Linked DNA regions of Oryctolagus cuniculus: region 1 is linked to region 2. Evidence: chromatin contacts called from public Hi-C data. All regions are on one chromosome and are shown on one strand. Each heading gives the region's core, a stretch centred on a gene start, on an enhancer-like site or on the middle of the called end of the contact. The rest is flanking DNA. Distances are from core to core; before and after follow the strand shown. Region 1 has its middle 35 kb from the start of SWAP70. Region 2 overlaps SWAP70 (switching B cell complex subunit SWAP70).

The links. Hi-C and Micro-C count contacts between places; a contact is called where the count stands out from the background.
Region 1: a contact with region 2 is called in a Hi-C map of skin fibroblasts, with 5 times the contacts expected there. The contact joins two enhancer-like sites. A contact is called at or near these places in 4 of 6 Hi-C or Micro-C datasets (ear pinna, embryonic fibroblasts, skin fibroblasts and 1 more).

What each region holds. Positions count from the first base shown.
Region 1 is chr1:56,548,183-56,554,702 of mOryCun1.1, reverse strand. No RefSeq gene overlaps it. Among named protein-coding and RNA genes, the nearest start is that of SWAP70, 35 kb to the right of the region's middle. Within about 2 kb of position 2,037, at least 4 of the 8 cell types and tissues checked have an H3K27ac peak or open chromatin away from gene starts, as enhancers often do. A contact at or near this core is called in ear pinna, where this site is marked.
Region 2 is chr1:56,446,957-56,452,634 of mOryCun1.1, reverse strand. All of the region lies in intron 3 of SWAP70 (switching B cell complex subunit SWAP70), which reads left to right. Among named protein-coding and RNA genes, the nearest start is that of SWAP70, 66 kb to the left of the region's middle. Within about 2 kb of position 2,389, at least 2 of the 8 cell types and tissues checked have an H3K27ac peak or open chromatin away from gene starts, as enhancers often do. A contact at or near this core is called in ear pinna, where this site is marked.

The DNA of each region.
Region 1 (6,520 bases), core at 788-3,287, 100 kb before region 2:
AGAGAGAGAGAGAGAGAGAGAGAGAAAGTAAACTTAGGACAGAAGCCCAGCAGTGGCAACGTTTACAGGAGTGATGGGGGGAAGAAATTAGTAAGGGAGCTGGAGAAAGGGCATCCAAGAAGATAAAATGAGTGGTGACCGGCGTCTGAGGACACCGGAGGAGGGGCGTTCAGGAGTGAAGATACTGTCACCTCAGAAGAGAGGACTGAGAAAATGCAGACGGAAGTTGCCTCTGGTTTAGCAACAAGGAAGTCTGGTGACACCGGGAGAGAGTGACTTCAGTGGTGTAACAGAGAATCCAGAAGTCACAAAGCTGAAGGTCCTGGCACCAGCTCACCGGACAAGGGCAGCCCCGCCCCGCTGCCGTGCAGTGTGTGTTGAGATGGAAGCGCACAGGCAAACAGGAGGCAGGGAGGAGAGGCAGGGAGGGTGGCAAGCACTGGGGGCTGTGGTTGGAGGATGGGGGTGCTGGAGAGCACAGTGCTTCTAGGCGATGACCAGGCTCAGCGGGCGAACAGGGAAGGAGTGGCTCTAGCAGGAAGAAGGGCAAAGGTCACTGGGTCACTGGAGACAAGAAGGTCAGAGACTAAGATACCGGGGTGGGCATTTGTCCTAGCAGTTCAATCACTGGTTAGGATGCTGTGCCCCATATCTGAGTGCCTGGGCTTGAGTCCTGGCTCTGCTACGGATTCCAGCTTCCTGCTAAGGCACACCCTAGGAGGCAGCAGGCGGTGGCTCTTCAGGTAGGTGGTGGAGCTGTGTCGGAGCTGTGCCAGGCTGAAGCCAGGAGCCCAGAGCTGCTTCGGGGTCTCCTCCATGGGTTCAGGGCCCAAGCACTTGGGCCACCTCCCACTGCTTTCCCAGGTACACTATCAGGGAGCTGGATTGGAAGTAGAGCAGTTGGGACTCAAACTGGCACCCATATGGGATGCCGGTGTCGCAGCTGGCGTCTTTACCTGGTACGTCACAGCGCTGGCCACAGGGGTGTGTACTCTGAAGAAATTGCAGCCATTTCTGCTCTATGAGATGAAACAGCTTGTATTAATTGGAGTTCTCTAGAGAAACACACTCAATAGACTATATACAGAGGGATAGGAGGACCTTACCACACCTAGATATACCAAGGGTCATTTATTTTAAAATACATATTTATTATTTATTTACTTAAAAGGCAGAGCAAAAGAGACAGAGTGACAGAAAAAAAGACTGAGAGACAGAAAGAGAGATCATCCATTGATTGGTTCCCACCCCAATGCCCAAACAGTCAAGGCTAGGCCAGGAGGAACCCGGGAGCCAGGAGCTCCATCCAGGATCCCACAGGGGTGGCAGGGACCAAGCACTTGAGCCATCCTCTGCTGTGCCCCCAGGTGCATTTGCAGGGAGCTGGACTGGAAGCCAGGACTCCAGCGAGGTACTCTATAGAGGATCCCCTGTGGATTTCCTTTGCAGTTTTTTCTGTTATTTCAAAGCTTTAAGGATGCTGACACACATCTATAAACATAGCTGTTTTATCTTGTTTAATGTCTTGTTCCCGTGACTTCTTTAAAATACCCAGCATTTTAATCCACTTGTTTGTATTTGGGTGCACTGTCTTTCCTGTGAGTTTTCACTCACTTTCCCGGGCATCCCTTACATGGTTAATCCTTGCTCACTGCCGTGTTTGGGAACATTCTTTCTCTCTCTGTCCCATCGGCATTCTTTCTGTGCAGGCTCATTCCTTTCCGTTGACCTCAGCTTCTACTTCTGGCTCTGGTCTTAGCTCCAGCCCAGCAGTGCCAAAGGAACATGTCGCCCCCTGCAGGCGGCCGTGGCCCGCGAGATCTGAGAAGCCGGGGGCAGGGCCGCGTCCTCCGAGCTCTGGGGGACTTGTCGCTCCGTGCCTGCCGTGGATCGGCTCCGTCTCTGCGGTTCTCCGGGGCCCACGTCTCCAGTACCCAGCGGAGCCGAGCGCTTACCCTGCGGGGATGTGGGGGCTCCCCCTTGAGGGTCTCTGGCCGCGCGGAGGGCGGCTCTGGGCGCTGGTTTTCTCGCTCACTCCCGAGCTGCTCTCTGGGACGCCCGCTTCTCTCCATTCCCTCCCCGCAGCCTACGGACTGCTCCCCTTCCTGCTGCGCGGCGCCCGGCTGCAAGTGTGTTTGAGGCCCATACGGGGCAAACAGGAAAAGCAAAATCGTTGGTGCGTTCCACAGATGTGCACACTCCCACGAGGTGCCGGACACCTGGTCTGAAGAGGCGCGGCCTGCGCCAGGCTTGAATGCCAAAGTCGGAACCAGGTTTCCCTGCATCTCAGGGAACGGGTGGAGGGCACCGCGAGGAGGAGGGCGCTGCGGGGGCCGTCCGGGATGGGGAGGCGGCTGGCCGTGAGCCCAGGAGGCTGGCGACTTCCGCCTCCCTCTGCGGTCTCCCGCCCCAACCACCGCGCGCGTCCCGAGAGTGTCGGGAGTCCTCAGGCGCGCAAGGCCGGAGCGCTGGGGGTCAGGGCCCTGAGCCCGCACCGCTTTGGGCTGGTGCCCAGGAGAGGGAGCTCGCGGGCAGAGCACTGGGCGGGGAGCCCCGGCGGGCGCGGCCACCCACGCTGGGGTCCCTGGGGGGCGGCTCGCGGGCGCGCACCTGCAGTACCCTAGTGCCTCCCCGGCACCCGGCACACTGGTGACTACCCGGACACGCGCCGACAGTCCGTGTCTGGAAACCCCAGGCATAACCGGGGAATAAAACGTAAAAGCACCCCGGGGTTCCTGATTCTTGGACGTCGCAACCCAGAGTCCTGCGCCCTCTGGTGCCTGGTCCCCGGGGTAGCCAAGCGCGACGGGGACCCTCCGGGGCTATTTGGAGGGCAGCCTGGCTGAGGAGCTCAGGACCTTTTTAGCACATTCCTTGAACTTCACTGCCCCTCTGGGAGCATTTCTTCTGATGGGTTCGGATTTTTTCACAATTCTAACAACAAGCTTGAAAAGTAGCGGCCTTGTGGCACATGTTGTATGGAAGGCATTCTATTTATTCAGGTCCCTCGAGGATCTTAATCTGGAGTACAGGGAGGACTTGGAGTGCATAGCACTGTAGGGGCGCATGGAGCCCCTAAAATGATTTCTGAATTGGAGGCTGATGTGAAGTTTTCTTGGCAAGAAGTTCCGCAGAGCGCAGGTGTTTGGCGCTACAGTTAAGTCCCCGCGTCAGGACTCCCGCATCCCATGTCTCAGGGCCTGCTTCAAGTCCCCTCTCCTCTGCACACCCTGGGAGGCAGCAGGTGATGGCTCAAGTATTTGGGTCCTCCCAAACACATGGGGGACCTGGGTGGAGTTCTGGGCTCCTGGCTTCACCCTGGCCCAGCCCTCGCCGTTGTAGGCATTTGGGGAGTGAAGAAGCAGACAAGATGTCTCTCTCGCTTGGTCAAATACATACAAATAAATAAATAAACAGCTCTGTGGCTTGTATGTTTACTAAAAAGCTCCTAGCTTTAGTTCATTAAGAAATGCTGGTCTAGGGACTGGCACTGTGGTAAAGCCACTGCCTACAACGCTGGCGTCCCATAGGGTGCTGGTTCAAGTCCCAGCTGCTCCACTTCCAATCCAGCTCCTGGGAAGACAGCAGCGGATGGCCCAAGTCCTTGGACCCCTGCATTCAGGTAGGAGGCCCGGTTGAAGCTCCAGGCTCCTGGCTTCACACCAGCCCAGCTCCAGCTGTAGTGGCCATTTGAGGAGTGAACCAGCAGATGGAAGTTCTCAATGACTCTGAATTTCAAATAAATAAATAAACATTTTTTCAGAAGCTGGTCTAACTCTCTGCTCAGTGAGTCTATGGATTCAGAATTTGGCGCTAACCCCAAGTGTGGGAAGCCCCTGAATCTGGATCCTGCAGGAGGGAGGAGCAGGGCTCTCCCCGCTTACTGTGACGGAAGCCCCACCCCCACCCCGCAAAAACTGCAGAGGCCCAGTTGGTTTCCTTTTAAAGCCAAGTTAGGTTCAAGTAGATTTACTTCTGCATTTCCCTGGGCTTAAATAGCAAGGGCAGTCTGGTGGGTTTTTCGGGGATTAGTCATGCGAATCCAGCATGCCTCCCTCCCCACTGGGTTTCAGCCTCTGGGCGGCCTCTGCACAGGCCTGCTCAGCCCCTTGCACCATGGGAGCTGTTGTGCACGGGAGTCTCTGGGGAACTTTACCGCTGACTTCACTGCGCTCGGATTTTTCTCAGCCAATGTGCCTGGGGCCTTCAAACATGTTCCTTTTATGGAAAAAAAAGACAAAGACTACAAGATTTTTTTTTTATAGAGAAGAAAAAAATATTATAAAACCACCCTTAATTCCACTAACAGCCTACTAAATAGTTTTGTTTTTAATATCAGCCATATGTATATACATTTGAGATTGCTATGATTATAGCAGGATGCTAACTGTATGTTAAGGATCATTGGGCCATGGCCGGCGCCGCGGCCCACGAGGTTAATCCTCTGCCTGTGGCGCTGGCACCCCGGGTTCTAGTCCCAGTTGGGGCGCCGGTTCTGTCCTGGTTGCTCCTCTTCCAGTCCAGCTCTCTGCTGTGGCCTGGGAAAGCAGTGGAGGATGACCCAAGTGCTTGGGCCCTGCACCTGTGTGGGAGACCAGGAAGAAGCACCTGGCTCCTGGCTTCAGATCGGTGCAGCGCACCGGCCGTAGCGGGCATTTGGTGGGTGAACCAATGGAAAGAAGACCTTTCTCTCTGTCTCTCTCTTTCTCACTGTCTAACTCTGCCTGTCAAAAAAAAAAAAAAAAAAAAAAAAAAAAAAAAAAAAAAGAATCATTGGGCCCGGCAATTGGCGGGGCAGGTTAAACTGCCACCTGTGATGCCAGCATTCCATATAGGTGCTGGTTCAAGTCCCAGCTGCCCCACTTCTGATCCAGCTCCCTGCTGATGTGCCCAGGAAAGCAGCTGAAGATGGTCCAAGTGCTTGGGCCCCTACATCCACATAGGAGACCCAGAAGAAGCTCCTGGCTCCTGGCTTTGGATCAGCCCAGCTCCGGCTGTTGCAGCCATTTAGGGAGTAAACCAATGGGTGGAAGATCTTTCTCTTTCTCTCCCTCTCACTGTCTGTAACTCTACCTCTCAAATATATATTTTTTTAAAAAGGAACTGTCCCATTTTATAATCTGCTACTTTTCCTTAACAACTCATTAGCATAGTGTCTTTAATGTTGTATACTTTTCATTCTGCAAGCACAATTATCATTTCCCTTTGTTGTACATTTGCATACATCCCAGGTCAGTGTGTGTGAGAATGAGTGAGCGAACGTTGTGTCATGAACGCTGTGTTCAGAGAGTTTCACTGAGGTCTCTTTTCCCCGCCAGCTGATTTCTGCCATCACAGTGGACACAGCAGCTCCATAGAAGCCGTTCATTCATTCATTCATTCATTCATCCAGTAAATAGTTAATGAATGCCTGCCATATGCTAGTATTGAGGATACAGAAGTGAACAAGGCAAAACCTCTACCACAATGAAGCTTGTGCTCTAGCCAGGAGGGCCAGACAACAAGCAGATGCGAGTGTATTACAGGTCAGGAATGAAAGCATGGCAGGTGAAGCGAGCAGAGAGAGGCCAGGTGCACTTATTTTGGTACAATGGTCAGGGAAGATCTTTTCAAAAAAATGCTTTTTTTTTGTTTGTTTATTTGAGAGGAAACAAGAGAGAGACAGAGAGAAAGCTCACATCTACTGGTTCACTCTCTTAAAATGCTCACAACAGCCAGGGCTGGGCCAGGAGGAAGCTGGGAGCCAGGAAATCTATCTGGGTCTCCCGTGTGGGTGGCAGAGACCCAAGTACTTGAGCCATCACCTGATGGCTTCCCGAGGTGCAGGATTAGGAGAAGAGCCATGTATGAACCTAGGCACTTGGGTGTGGCATTTAGTTCTAACTGGCATCTTTTTTTTTTTTTTATATGTGGAAGGCAGAAAGAGAGAGAGAAAGAGAGAGGTCTTCCATCTGCTAGTTCACTCCCCAAATGGCCACAATGGCCACAGCTGAGCCGATCCAAAACCAGGAGCCAGGACCTTCTTCTGTCTCCCATCTGGGTGCGGGGACCCAAGCACTTGGGCCATCTTCGGCTGCTTTCCTGGGCACATCAGCAGGAAGCTGGATCAGAAGTGGAGCAGCTGGGACAAAAACCAGCACCCATATGGGATGCTGACACTGCAGGTGGAGGGTTAACCTACTATGCCACAGCACTGGCCCCCTAACTGGCATCTTAACCACTGGTTCAAATACCCACCCTGGAAGACCTCTTTAAAAACAGATTTTATTTAAAGATTTATTTGTGTATTTGAAAGGCAGAGTGACAGAAGAGAAAGAGATGAGACATGTATCTTCCATCTGCTGGTTCGCTCCCCAAATGGTGGCAACAAATAGGGCTGGGCCAGGGACAGAGCCAGGAGCCCAGAATTCCATCTTGGTCTCCCACATGGGTGCAGGGGCCCAAGCACTTGGATCTTCTGCTGCTTTCCCAGGTGCATTAGCAGGGAGCTGGATTGGACCCAGAGCAGCCAGAGCTTGAA
Region 2 (5,678 bases), core at 1,140-3,639:
AGACCTTTCTCTCTGTCTCTCTCACTGTCTATATCTCTACCTATCAAATAAATAAATAAATACAGACAAACAGAGGTGAATGGAAAAAAATTATTAAAAAAATGTTAAAAGAAAAAGCTTTCTGGTCTAGGTGGACTGAAGAATGTGGTCCTTGATGTGTGTCCTCTCCATATCCCATTGCCCATTCCAAAGTCTTAAGCATGCTCACCTTCATTTTTGTTGGCTAATGGGAATGTTTTGTCCTGTTTCAAAACAATTCAAGAAGAAAACAGCCTCTTTTTGATTTCTTAGAATAGCCAGGAGCATGCTTGTTGTGTCTTGTTTGGAATTGTTCTGTGCTCTGATGGCCTTAACTCCCTTAGCATTTCTTGTGGTTAGAAGTTAGTTTTACAGATTATTCCTCTGTGGCTTAGAGTTCTTGTGTGGTGAAAGAAGGGATCATTGGAAAAGATTTATGTGGAATTGCTTTGTCTGGCTGCCGAACCAGCCTCCCGAGATTTAGCACATGGATTTGTATTTCTTGAGCTCTTAGTATGTCACCTGGCCTTTTGCCAAACACTACAATCTGAAGGCTACACTATATTTTGAAAATTATATGCTGTGATTTTGTTTCTTTTCTCAATAATTTAGTAATATATTTGAACTAGTTTTGAGCTTAGAAATTTTAAAATAATTTAATATGAAAATATACATTTAAGTAATAAATTTTAGCACTTAATATTTTTTTTTTTTTGACAGGCAGAGTGGACAGTGAGAGAGAGAGAGACAGAGAGAGAGAGGTCTTCCTTTGCCGTTGGTTCACCCTCCAATGGCCGCCGCTGCAGCCGGCGCACCGCGCTGATCCGATGGCAGGAGCCAGGATCCAGGTGCTTTTCCTGGTCTCCCATGGGGTGCAGGGCCCAAGCACCTGGGCCATCCTCCACTGCACTCCCTGGCCACAGCAGAGAGCTGGCCTGGAAGAGGGGCAACCGGGACAGAATCCGGCGCCCCGACCGGGACTAGAACCCGGTGTGCCGGCGCCGCAAGGTGGAGGATTAGCCTATTGAGCCACGGCACCGGCCGCACTTAATATTTTTTTAAAAAAAGATATTTGAGAGGTAGAGAGAGAGAGAGAGAGACAGTGACAGATAACTCCCATCAACTGTTTCACTCCCAAAAAGCTTGCAGCTGCCCTGGGCTGAGGGCAGAAGACAGCAGCAGGAACTCAATCCGTGTCTTTCCCATGTGGGTGGAGGGACGTCAACTACTTGAGCTATCACCGCTGCCTCCTGGGTTGTAGATTAGCAGAAAGCTAGGATTGGGAGTGGAACCAGGACTTAACCCAGTAACTCTGGTGTAGGACAGGGGCATCGCAACTGGCATCTAAACTGTTAGGCCAGTTGCCTGCCCTATAATGTCTTAATTTGTCATGACTATATACCTGGATTTAATTATAATCTTTCAACAGTTTTTAAGCCTTACAAATTTAAGGTAATTTTAATGTTTCCAGCAGCCACCTACCATAATGATCATTTGCATTTTGTTTAAGTCTAGAGTGTCTTTTTTTGTCCCCTTAGAAACCTTTTATTTAAGGTATACAAACTTTTCATGTCTTTTATAAATACAACTTTAGGAACATAGTGATTCTTCCCATCGTACCTGGGCCTCCCAGCCACTCTCCCATCTTTCTTCCTCCTCCCTCTCCTATTCCCATTCTTATTTTTTTTACTAAAATCTATTTTCAATGAACTTTATATACAGAAGATTAACTCTATACTAAGTAAAGATTTCAACAGAGCATGAAAAAAGAAACTGTTCCTCAACAGTTTTTTGATTTCTCGTATGACCCAATGAGCATTTTGTTCAGTCTCTATATGTTTGCATATGTTCTAGAGATTCTTGAGTTGATTTCCAGTTTCATTTCATTGTGTTCAGAGAAGATGCATGGTATGATTTTAATTTTTTGCATATTTTGAGACTTGCTTTATGGCCTAGCATGTGATCTATCCTAGAGAAAGTTCCATGTACTGGTGAGCCTGGCCTAGCCTGGGTCATTGTGTCTATTTGGGGAGTGAACAAGCAGATGGATGATTCTCTCTCTCTCTCCCCGCCCCCGCTCTCACCCCCAATTCCCCCCCCCCATCTCTACCTTTCAAATAAATAAATCTTAAAAAATTAAGAATGTTAAATATTTAAATAATTTATGTAGTGAGGTTAAGGTTTTTCTACATGGGACCAACATTGTGTATCGAATAAGCCACCTCCTGCAGCACTGGCAACCCATATGGGTGCCAGTTTGAGTCCCTGCTGTTCTACTTCCAATCCAGTTCCCTGCTAATGTGCCTGAGAAAACAGTGGAAGATAGCCCAAGTGTTTGGGCCCCTGTACCCATCATGTTGGAGGCCCACATGAAGCTCATGGCCCAGCCTCAGCCATTGCAGCCATTTGGGGAGTGAACTAACAGATGGAGATCTCTCTCTGTCTTTCCCTATCTTTGTAACTCTGCCTTTCAAATAAAATAATTTTTTTTTGTTTGTTCTTAAAAAAGATGCTTCTACCGCACAGATGTCAAGAAATAGTATGTTCCCCTTTGAGTTGGTTACCTGATTTTTTTTTTTTTTTGAGCTGCTATTCCTGGAAATAAGTGTCTGTAGAGTATAGTTTTTACTTAGTATTTTTTTCCCACAGAACCAAGAACAAAACAGGATGTGTGTGTTTTGGACTTATTTGGAAGATTTGCTTTAATACAATGAAAGTTTAACTCTTAAATAGGCTTAAGATACCCTAAATGAAATATAACCTGAATTCTAAGCCAATAAGTACCCTTTTTAATCATGACAGGGAAAAAACTTTTAACAGAATAAATTTTGGAGCTGAAGGCCTTGAAAAATCACATGCAGCCTGAAAGTTTGTTCTTTGTTATTTTTGGTGAAACTTGCTTGGAAGGAGGAAGTAAGCTGCTTCCTGAAACTGAATGAGCTCTTAGAATTGATGCAGGCCACTTGAAACTAACCCAGCAGCATGTAATTTATTATTTAGTATAATTAAATAGTGGAGAGTGGGACTGTTTGTCTCTCTTTGGCTCAATCTAATGAGTTAGAAGGTCCTTAAGTTACTTGGTTATGATAAGTATATGATTGTGTTGAAAGTCAACAGGAAATGAGTCTTTCTTATTACCTGTTACAGTCCCTGGGAATGCTGAGCAGATAGATGCACAGTGTTGATGCCCTTCACAAGGGCATCTTCAGACAGGTTCAGGAAAAACCTGAGAAGCTGCCTCTGGAGCTGAGCTTGCTACCAATAGGCACGAACAATAATCTGATATTGAAGAGGAGATTGAAGCTCAGAGTGTGAGGGACTTGGGCTTATCCAGAGGGGTAGATGAGGAAGAGCTAAGACGGTTTCTTCTCTTGAACAATCAGCCTGCTGAACCATCTTGTCATCCCTGTGTGCAGTCATCCTGTCCACATACATGTGGTCACACATGAGCTTCCTTTGACCTTACTACTAAAACTTCTAGTTGTACCCATACTCCCTTTACCCCAAGTTGAAATCAGGCAGCCTGAGCCCTTTTTTTTGCAGTCTTTGTGGAGATTGATGAACTTCTGTCAGTGTTAATGACACCAAGTTATTTTATCTCTAGCAGTTATTTATCTTAATGTTTTTTCTTTGATTCTTTCTTATTTCTCTTCTTGACTTTTATTTAGTTTTTCCTTTTTTCTCTCCCTTTCTTGCCTTTCTCCTTCCCTCTGAGCCATTTCCTTCCTTTCTTTTTTTTTGGAGTTGTATTTATTTATTTGAAAGGTAGAGTGACAAATTTTTCATCCTCTGGTTCATTCCCCAAATGGCTGCAATGGCCTGGCCTAGGCCAGCCTGAATCCAGGAACCAGGAACTCCATTTGGGTCTCCCAAGTGGTTGGCAAGAACTCAGGTACGTGAGTTATCATCCACTGCCTCCTGGACACATTAGCAGGAAGCTGCATAAGAAGTGGAGAAGCTCTGACTCAAACTGGGCACTCCAACATGGGATGTGGCTGTCCCAAGTAGAAGCTTAGTTCACTGTATCATACCACCTACTGCCATTTTGTTTTTCCTCCTATCCATTTCTTGGTTAAGAGTCAAGAAAATGTCTCATTATGTCTACTGGTAAGCTTAACAGAAGATTATATATTTCCAACAAGAGAAATGAAAGTGTGTTTTTCTCCAACAAAGTACATGTTTGTTGAAGTGTGCCATGTGCTGTTTTAGGGTATAAAATGTTTATCTTTGTCCCAGAGGAGCTTATAACTCATTGGATTAAATCAATAGAACTCTTGGCATTTTATTTTATTTTATTTGAAAAACAGAATTCTATAGAGATCGTCCATATGGTGGTTCACTCCCCAGATGGCTGCAGATGGCCTGGTGCTGGGCCAGGCTGAAACCAGGAAACTGGAACTCCGTCTGGGTCTCCCTCATGGGTGTAGGGGCCCAAGGACTTGGGCCATCTTATGTTGCTACTGTTTGAAGATAAATTTTACCATTAATTCTCTTAGTACAACTCATTAAGGACAGAGGTCGTCCTACATGGGAAGTAAGTGCACAGTGACTCCTGTTGTTGATTTAACAGTTGACATTCTTATTTATGACATCAGTGATCACCCAAGGTTCTTGTCATGAGCTGTCAAGGCTTTGGGAACCTTTTGAGTCCACAAACTCCGTCAGTATTTAGACAGGGCCATAAGCAAGGTGGAAGTTCTCTCCTCTTTTCAGAGGAAAGTACCTCCTTCTTTGATGGGCCCCTCTTTCCACTGGGATCTCACTCATAGAGATCCTTCATGTAGGTCATTTGTTTGCCACACAGTCTTGGCTTTCCATGCCTGAAATGCTCTCATGGGCTTTTTAGCCAGATATGAATGCCTTAAGGACTGATTCTGAGGTCAGAGTGCTGTTTAGGGCATTTGTCATTCTATGAGTGTGCTGTTGGCCTGCTTCCCATGTTGGATCATTCTCCTTTTTAATTCTATCTATTGTTATTAGCAGATACTTGATCTTATTTATGTGATCCCTTTGACACCTATTGCTATCTACATGGCCAGTTATACACTTAAAATGATCACTTTAACTAGTAAGATGACATTAGTACCACCCAGCTTAATGGGATTTGGAGTCCCATGGCAAGTTTTTAGCTCTACCCTTAGGGCAACTTAATCCACTGTGTCACAGCACCAGCCCTTCTTGGTATTTTAAAATATTTTTTTAGAAATTTATTTACTTGACAAGAGAGCACATCCATATCTTGGTTAATTTCTCAAATGCTTGAAATGGCTGGAATTGTGCCAGGCTCAAGCTAGGAGCTGGGAATTCAATCCAGATCTCCTATATCAGGGGCAGGTACCTAGTTACTTGAGATATAACAGCTATCTCCCAGGGTTTTCATTAGCAGGAAACTGAAGTAAAAAGCCAGAGCTGGGTATTGAATCCAGGCATTACCATGTGGGATACAGGTGGTTTAACTGATATCTTATCTGGTAGGCTAAACGCCTGCTCCCTCTTGAACTTACGATATTTTGTAAATGTACATTCTTTTGCAAAATTGCATTTTCATTGTTTTTTCCATTAAAATATGTTATTTCACAAACAATACTAAGAAACATTAATGGAAATGCATAGGAAAAAAGGAAATAAATGCAAAACCCAATCTGGAACAAAATTGACTA